Regions from separate parts of the Rattus norvegicus genome. Here regions 2 and 3 are each linked to region 1. The links are chromatin contacts, called in public Hi-C maps. All regions are on one chromosome and are shown on one strand. Each heading gives the region's core, a stretch centred on a gene start, on an enhancer-like site or on the middle of the called end of the contact. The rest is flanking DNA. Distances are from core to core; before and after follow the strand shown.

Region 1 (2,986 bases), core at 209-2,708:
AATATTCCTTGTCTGTGCTTTAGTATTTTCACCATTTGTGAAGAAACATGAAAACAAATGAAATGGTGATGTGCTGAGGTCTCTCCCTTCTGTGAAGATGGCTGTGGAGAACCAAGACTACCTCTAAGTGGAACAAGGTTCATAGTTGCAATTTCTTAAATAGAATTCCAGATGTTTATGAAAAATATTATTTAATAAAAGGCCCACATTCATTTCAAACTCATATATGTATGCGTGTAATATATATGCAATTTAGTTTTCATTATATTATGGAATATAGTTTCCATTAAGTATAATGAAATTATATTCTATAAATAAATTCATGTGCTGTAGTCCTTAATGCATTTAACCATTACAATGAAGGTCTGAAAGAAATCCTCGTTTTACATTCTTTTGTAGGAAATTCAGGCACTGTATGGTAGACAGTTGTAAAAACTCATGGAACAGTACAGTGCTGCTTGCTGGCTCTGCCTTGATTCTGCGTGGTATCCTGTGGGCTCCTGTACACCTTTGTCATCTGGGTCAAAGGGCATGTCAGAGGATCTCAGAACATGATTCTGCTTTGACTGATAGCTACAAAAAAAATTGTCACTGTCAGCCTCCTCACAATCACCATACCCATCACACTGTCCCCCACTGTACCCATCAAACTGTTCCCAATGCACCCATCACACTGTTCCCTCACTGCACCCCATCATACTGTCCCCCACTGTACCCATCACACTGTCCCCACTGCACCCCATCACACTGTCCCCACTGCACCCATCACACTGTCCCCACTGTACCCATCCCACTGTCCCCACTGCACCCCATCATACTGTCCCCTATTGCACACCATCACACTGTCCCCCACTACACCACATCACTCCTCACAACACACAAACACAATTACACAAACAACAATCATGTCCAATTTCAAGGCAGGGGTCAATTTTCCTTTTGAGCCAAGCATGGCAGCATCTATAATTCTAGTCCTTGGGGGCCGAAGCAGAAGGATCACAAGTTCAAGGCATACTTAAGCTCCATACTGGTGCCCTCTCTCACAAAAGCAACAGTAATAACAAGAATAAGTAATTAAGTAATCAAAAAACAATAAATGAACTTTTGCTTTTGAGAGAAAAAAAACATTCAAATATCAGAATTGCCACTCTTTATTTTCAAGGGAGATCACAGTCAGAGGAATGAAGTGGATGGAGGACTCCTGTTTGCTTTAGTGAAGAAGTGTCCTTTGGCCCAACTCCTAAGAGGAAACAATGTTGGGTCATCCAAAGTCCAGCAGCTATATGAAAATTCTCTTCCCTTGTGACATAAGTTTCAGACAAAGCTGAAACTTCTGTCTACAGTTACTCCATATCTCCGAAACAAATGACAGGCCCTGAGCCTCATATATTCAAGAGAGGGAGATCCAGCCCTCCTGCACGAGCAAACATCAAAGCACTCCCAGGACACCTGAGCTGGCAGCACCACAGCTGACTGCTGAAATTGCTCGACCTTGGACCAAATAAGAAACTGCACATTCAAAGTCCCAGTGCTGGGATCCCGCTCTGGTTGCTAATGAATGGGAACTTGTTGTATAATTGCAAACAAGCTCATTCATTATTGTGAGAAGAAGAAAAAAAGAAGAAGAAAGAAGTAAGTCCTTATGCCAAATTAAAAAAAAATCCTTCTGGTCAATTTGTCTACATAAAAACCAGCCAGTCATCACCAGTCACTCCACCTCTTGCCAGCACCTTCTCGGGTCCACCCCTGGGCACCACGCATAATGTGATCTTTGTATCTGCCAGTAGGAAAGGTAACTTCAGTGCAGAGGAATAACTCGTAAAGGTGGAGAAGTGACTAACCACTTCACTCCACCCTAGCAGGCTGTTTTCCCACAGAGCACAGCTGGCAAGCCGGCCAACAAACACCTTTTTCTAAGTCTACCAGAGAAAAACAAAGTGAATTGGGACAACAGAAAGCCTTTGAGAATGTCCTAGCAGCCAAACTGCAGCCTCTGCCATGTAGCTATGAGCTGAGGGCTTGTTCTCTAGTCTCTCCTCCCCGTGCCCTTCTCCTGGGGTGCCTGTCAGTGATAATTGCCCAAACACCTGGGAGCAGGCATCGCTTAAGGCCCAGATGGAAGCCATCAGACGGTCGTTAGCTGTCCTTGTCTGACCTAAGTAGAGTCTGACACCAACACACAGAACTTGCAGACAAGCCATTCAAAGCCATTCAAAGACCATTACCAGGAATGATCACAGCTGAGCTATTACAGCCTAGGCTATCTCTTTGGGGCAAAATAAAAGCTGCACAATTGGTTTGAACTGAGTCGAGATTTTTCCAACAGATGCCACTGCTGGGAGATCATCAACTCAACTTGTGGGTCCGGCAAGAAGATTCAATTTATATATCTGCACAGTCAAAACATACATACATACAGTCGCACACACACACACACACACACACACATGAGCTCATCTTTTTTTTTTTTTTTCTTAAGTAGCCCACATTCTGGGATATCCAGATTTAGGAAATTCGACAGCTCTTAACCCTAAGAAAAAAAAAGTAAAAACTTCCCTGAAAAAGGAAGAGCAAGCTGGAGAGAGCGTGAGGATCCTGTAAACCTTGAGGCGATAAAAATAGTAAAGCATTTATCTTCAAGGGACTGAGCTCTCTTCCTGGAGAAGAGAATCTGGGACCATAAATTAACCACCCTCCACATCTCCTAACCCCATTTCACTCCCTAAAAGCACCGAGAAGTTCAGCCAGCTTATGACAGTGTATATTTCACTCAGCCAACAAGTATGTACGGAGGGCCTATTGCATGCCAAGCACCACACAGCATGGAAGAGCTTAACCCAATGTTGGTCCTCATGGACCTTATGGACGACATAGCCAGCCTCTCCTCCAAGATACCACGCGGCAAATTGGAAAGAACACTGGACTAAGGGTCAAAGGTCAAGCAAGACTAGACTCATATTGGTCGCCTCAGTGTCCCTATCCATCA
Region 2 (3,062 bases), core at 438-2,937, 650 kb before region 1:
GCTGGACAGTCTAGAACTCTTTCAAGGACTCAAAGGTAAATATCATATTATTACCCTTAGACTTTGGCAAGAAGCAATTTTCCAAGGTGCCATTGAAACTCTTGTCATACTTCAGTCACCCAGAGCTTACCTCAGGAGCATCCTTTACTCCAGACACTCACGTAGCATATGCTCACTGACAGTGGATGGAGAAAAATGGACGACTAGAAGAATAAAGTCTAAGTATAAATCCCTCCCACAGTAAGGCAGAGATCTGATATATATATTATTTGCCTTCTGGAGCCAAGAACATGTTTAGATCTCCGAGGTTTGGCCTTGTCTCAGCCTGAATCATCTGACTCAAAGCAGTGACAAGAATTATCTTTAAGGCCTTCTCTTCCCACCCATCACACACACACACACACACACACACACACACACACACACACACACACACACACACTTTATACCACTCTGTGTTGGAGCTAATCAGCTGTGAGAATGTAACCAATCATCTCTTTTGCTGCACCTAAAATTTTCTCACAAAAACCATGAAAAACTTGGCATGAGCTGTGTAGTATGTTCCTTGCAAGGGCAAAATACCCTGGGCCATTTTATTGCTCCAGATTTGTTTGTACTCAAAACTAAACAAGAGCCAATACGTGTCCCAGGACAGAGAGATCTGACCTAGTGATAATGCACACATCAGAGGACGCTCCAAGTCAAATATAAAGATACCCATGGATGTGCATGAATCACGGGTGTTGAGCAAGACAGCAACAATCGCACTGGCAACACAGAACCAGACAGATCTCGAGAAGTTGGAATAAGCAAGCTCCCAATGAACAGACTGCAAGCTGTCAGAAATATTAACAAGGAATGATCTTTCTCTTTAGCAAAATATTGCCTACTTCTCCTGCATAGGCAATGAAATTGGAACTAGAAACTTGGAGAGCGGTTTGGGCAAAGTAAGTCACCAATTCTTTAGTCTATGAACACTGCATTGCCTCAGGAAAATCATGAATCATAGCGTGGATTTAGCTCGTACTATGCAAGGATGCTAACTCTAACCTTAACCTTAATCCACACGAGAACGAAAAGGATGTTTTATAGATCAATGAAGTTCTTAGATTTTACATTATAATCTCAAAAGGAGAAGTCCATGATAAAAATCAGTAGTTCTCACCAATGGATAAAAACAGTTTACCTTAAAGAATGGAGGAATAGCCATGTCTGATAGTACACACTTGTCTTCTCAGAACTCAAGAGAATAAGGCGGGAGGATCAAGAGTTTGAAACTACACAGCAAGAAATCTCCAACTCACAAGTCAAATAACAGGAATGCAGGAAGCCTTCTTAAAATAGTGCATTTGATGGAAAACATGTTTGGCCAGGCAGAGAGTGATATATGCCTGTGATTGCAATACACAGGAAGAAAAGGCAGGAGCCAGCTTGGACTACATTACAAGATTTCAACACAGAACTTCCTAATACACTATTAGTTAATCTTTGTACTGGTTAAAATGTCAAGAAATTTAGTAATGCTATTCCAGAAAATGGTGTGGCTGTCAATTAAACATGTGGGAAAATATCGATTTCGCTAAAGAGACGTATAAAGTCCTTTTGAAGTGAGTACATTTAAAGAAACTTGTTTTGGGCAATGCCACTTGCATCATGGGTCCTGGCTCTCCTCCACGCCATCATAGCTTTTCAGAAGCCACTAGCACCAGTGCAATTTGTCCTGGTGATGCACTCTTTGCCACTGGACAGAGCATACACAAGAAGTGAAAACCAGGGTTAGAATTTAACTGTTGGTTTGGGGTGTGTGTGTGTGTGTGTGTGTGTGTGTGTGTGTGTGTGTGTCTGTCTGTCTGTCTGTCTGTCCAGAAAGGAGCAAAAGGCAGACTGAACAGACATTTCTACCTATCCCAATTACTCTGATGAAATCAAATAAATGCACAATTTCATAAGAGCATTGGAAATCAGAAGGAATGGTGAACCACCTCAAAGTCAGAACTGTGAAACCCAGGAACTGGCGCAGAAAGACTCATAGGCAAATAGCTCAGAGTGGATGGTGAGGAGCACTTCAGGCAGGAAGGTCACGGACAACTTCTATCTAGGACTAAGTGGTACTGCGCACTTAGAGTTAGTATGCTGGTCTACCAAACGGCCCCTCTGTGTCCTGAGGTAAGTGAGAAAAAGAACAGTTAGCCCAGAAATGACAGCAGTTAACTGTGGCTCAGACCAAACAGACATGGTCCACCAGTCACTCAGTGGCACCCTTGAGACCATCTGCAATTCAGACCTCCTCCTACCAGGGTCTCTGTCTCATCCTCGTTGTCACAGCAGACAAGATCTTAAAACCCGAATCAATATGCATTGAAATACATGTCCCAATAAAAGTAAGAAGCCAAGAGAAGAAAATATTCCACATAAAAAAAATTAAAGACGCGATTCAGTTTCAACCATTTTAAATCACTGATGCAGAGTATAAAGTTATTATTTTATTATAATTCAGAATTAAAATTTCAAATGATCTCAAATTTGTAGTTGGTGAAGCATAAGAAAATGAATGTGCCCTTCATTTTGTTTTTTGAGAAACCTATAAATGCTGATAAACTCTGTAGTCAAAACTAATTATGTTGAAAAACCTTATGAGGTTAAGAGTAAAGCTTCCAGATAAACAGAATAGATTAAATTCTTGTTTATTTTGTTTCCTTTTGAGATATTACTAAAAGAATTCAAGGGAAATTAAACATACACACAGGCACGAAGTCTGAGTGAGATGGCACCAGGCCTTGAGAGTCTTCTCTCTACCTGGAGCTGTGTGATTGCCTCTAGTGTACCTGAAGAGGAAAGGAAAACAGAGGTCCGCAACATCAAATTTGAAAAGTTCTGTGCTCATGGAACATGATGCGCCATGGATACATCAAATGAAATCTCCATTCAAAGGTTTGTGAAGCCCATCAACTGCAGCAGGATTCCCTACCTGCCCTTTCCCGCCCCGCCCCGCCCCGCCCCTAAGGTAGGGTTTCTCTGTGTAACACTGCCTACCCTGAAACTGGCTTGGTTTACCAGTCTGG
Region 3 (2,743 bases), core at 164-2,663, 850 kb before region 1:
CCAGAGCCAGATGAGTTGGTCTGGTTCCACTACCATGGATTGGATGCTTCTCCAGCCAAACATGTCCTGCTTTTCTAAGAAAAATCTCAGCACTTCTATCATTGAATTGGCTATTTTTTTTATGCCACGGGTGCTTGGTACTTGACACTCTTGTCTAATGTCCTTTCCTGCTTCCTACTGGCAGGATCACTTTTTCATTCTGTTTCTACAATAAGTCACTCTAGCCAAAGCCAACACAAAAGGAGAGGCTTTATTTCATCTTAAAGTTTTAAGTGGCAGTCTATCATTGTGGGTAGTAAAGGCAGGAACTGAAGTAGAAACAACAAACGAATGCCTGTTGCTTCACCCTCTGGCTCAGGCTCAACTAGCTGTTGTATGCATCCCAGGACCAGTTGCTTAGAGATGGTGCTCCTCATAACAGGCTGGGTCCTCCCATATAAATCATCCACTGGGACAATGTCCACCACAGACATGCTCACAGGCCAATCTGATCAAGGCAAAATTTCAATTGAGAATCCCCCTTCCCTCGGGAATCCAGGTTGTGTGTAGGTGACAAAACAAAACAACAACAACAACAACAACAACAACAACAACAACAAAAACTAATGAGGACATAAGGGGACATTGCTGAGACACAGTGATAATACAATGACACAAAAACTTATTGTATGTTCATTCCATGATGCTCTCCTGGGTACAATGTTGACCTATGTGAACCTGTTGAGTTGTGCATCTGTTTGTATTTGTTCGAGTTCAGATGTATGTGCATGTGAAAGACAAAGAACAGCCTCAGGTATTACACCTCAGGAGCTGTCCATTTTATGAGACAGTCTCTCACTGACCCGGGACTCACTGACTAGGTTAGGATGACTAGCTTATGAGCCTCAGGCATCCACCTGTCTCTGCCTCCCCAGCATTGGAATGCCAAGCCTGTACCACCACTCTGGGGTTCTTCATACGGATTCTTCTTCGGTCTCTATGCTGGCACTGCAGGCACCTTTCCCACTGAGCCTCTCTAGCTCTTTGCAGACTTCTTAAGGACAATTCATTTTCTTTCCTTTCAGTGTCTAACATAGAGCCCAACTCAAAACTTTCCGATTCCCATTCATAAGTAATCATAAATGAATTACATTGTTTGGAAAATGCCAAGTACATCAACCATCCTTGGATATAGTCAACAAGTACCAATTCCTTCACATTATAACACTTTACATCTTAAAATTTCAACTTAATCCCTGCCCTTGTGTCATGCTTTCAAATGACGTGGATCTGGCATAGTGATTGATCTCAGCCTTTTGCCATAAGAATAACAGCTTCCTGGGCAAGAGAAAGAACTTTAAAACTCGTTCTTCCAGTGGGGAGTGGTGAAGGGCAGAGTGATGCCAGCAAAAAAGTCCCATCATGTTTGGCATGCCCAATGTTTGCTGTACTTTCTGTCCTGTGTGCCGGAGCTTCTGTTTAACTGAGCTGAGGATTAAAGTATTGAACAAGCAAAGAATTGCTCAACTTCCCTGGATAGGCGGGTCTCATTCAGTATTTGACAGAAAACCTGTCATTTGAGTATGATATATATTTACTGGGGAAAAACAGGATGGCTTAGGCTCAAAGGTCTTTTCTGCTCACCTGCAATGGGAAACCCAGTGTCTCCCTTACCTTCAGGCGCTGAAGCCTGAAACACATTAAGTTTCCATCTCCTCCCCCTGGCCATTTGGATTTGAGCAGCCTCTAAAACAGTCCAGTAAACAGGCAGACAAGACTCCACTTGAGTCTGTTTATAACCTAAAGCTAAAGCATTTATGGAATCACAGACCAGGCTGGGGCATGTCATCTCTGCATTGAAAATCAAAGAATTGCAATTTAGAGGTAGAGGGGCGGGGTGGGGCAGGGCTGGGCTGGGCTGTGAAATCAAAATGGATACAGCTGGCTTTGCTTCTCAACATCTCTAGATGCGAGAAGGTCAGAAAGGCTGTGGGCACGCTCTGCAGTGGATCTGTGACAGGGCAGTGTGGCAGCAGGCCTATGTAAATTAAACAACTTAGCCAATATAGAAAACACATTTTCAGCAAGTAAATAATGCCATTTAAGGGATCCGATTGCTAAAGCAACCTCATTGCCTAACGGGAGGACACTCATCCTTTCACCAAATATTTACTGCCTAGCTCTGGGACTGGCAAGGCTGAGCACTGGTAAGCAATCACCTCTACCCTGAAGTTTTAAAGATTTTGCGATGAAATTTTACAATATTATAGAGAACGTGTTTTTCTTTCTTTGAGACAGGATCTCCTGTTTCCTGGACTGGCATTGACTTGGTTTAAAGCAGATGACCCTGAATCTCTGCCTTCCGGCGCACTCACACCCTCCTGAGTCTGGGGACGCCAGGCAGTGTCCTGAAACAGGTCTGGTTTATGGGGTCCTGGGCATCCATGCTATGTGCCAAGAAACCAGCCTCTTAACTGAGCTATATCCTTTGTGTGAAACATGCCATCTGCAGAAAATCAATCCATTTGTATGAAAGACCCAAAGACGGAAAAACTGCTTTTCTGTAGATACAGGTGCTGGAGCAAAGCACATAAATGTATTCCTAGACTAACCTGTGGTATCTGTGAACCACCCCATGCTAATACCTCTGTATACAAGGACATATACAGGAGCGCTAATGTTTTTAGCGCCTCAGTTACATCTGCTGAGTTTGGTCAGTGATCAAAGAAGACCACACTGTCTGAATTATATTCGCAAAGAGCAC

Evidence for each region. A called contact is a pair of places that touch in the nucleus more often than the background predicts.
Region 2: a contact with region 1 is called in a Hi-C map of liver, with 4 times the contacts expected there. The contact joins two enhancer-like sites. A contact is called at or near these places in 2 of 12 Hi-C or Micro-C datasets (kidney and liver).
Region 3: a Hi-C map of liver shows a contact between it and region 1, with 4 times the contacts expected there. The contact joins two enhancer-like sites. A contact is called at or near these places in 9 of 12 Hi-C or Micro-C datasets (the A7r5 cell line, the Rat2 cell line, Schwann cells and 5 more).

The regions. Positions count from the first base shown.
Region 1 is chr7:32,702,228-32,705,213 of GRCr8, reverse strand. No RefSeq gene overlaps it. Among named protein-coding and RNA genes, the nearest start is that of Plekhg7, 11 kb to the right of the region's middle. Within about 2 kb of position 1,458, at least 33 of the 93 cell types and tissues checked have an H3K27ac peak or open chromatin away from gene starts, as enhancers often do. A contact at or near this core is called in hepatocytes and liver, where this site is marked.
Region 2 is chr7:33,352,431-33,355,492 of GRCr8, reverse strand. No RefSeq gene overlaps it. Among named protein-coding and RNA genes, the nearest start is that of Btg1, 130 kb to the right of the region's middle. Within about 2 kb of position 1,687, at least 1 of the 93 cell types and tissues checked has an H3K27ac peak or open chromatin away from gene starts, as enhancers often do. A contact at or near this core is called in liver, where this site is marked.
Region 3 is chr7:33,554,356-33,557,098 of GRCr8, reverse strand. No RefSeq gene overlaps it. Among named protein-coding and RNA genes, the nearest start is that of U2l1, 280 kb to the left of the region's middle. Within about 2 kb of position 1,413, at least 4 of the 93 cell types and tissues checked have an H3K27ac peak or open chromatin away from gene starts, as enhancers often do. A contact at or near this core is called in hepatocytes and liver, where this site is marked.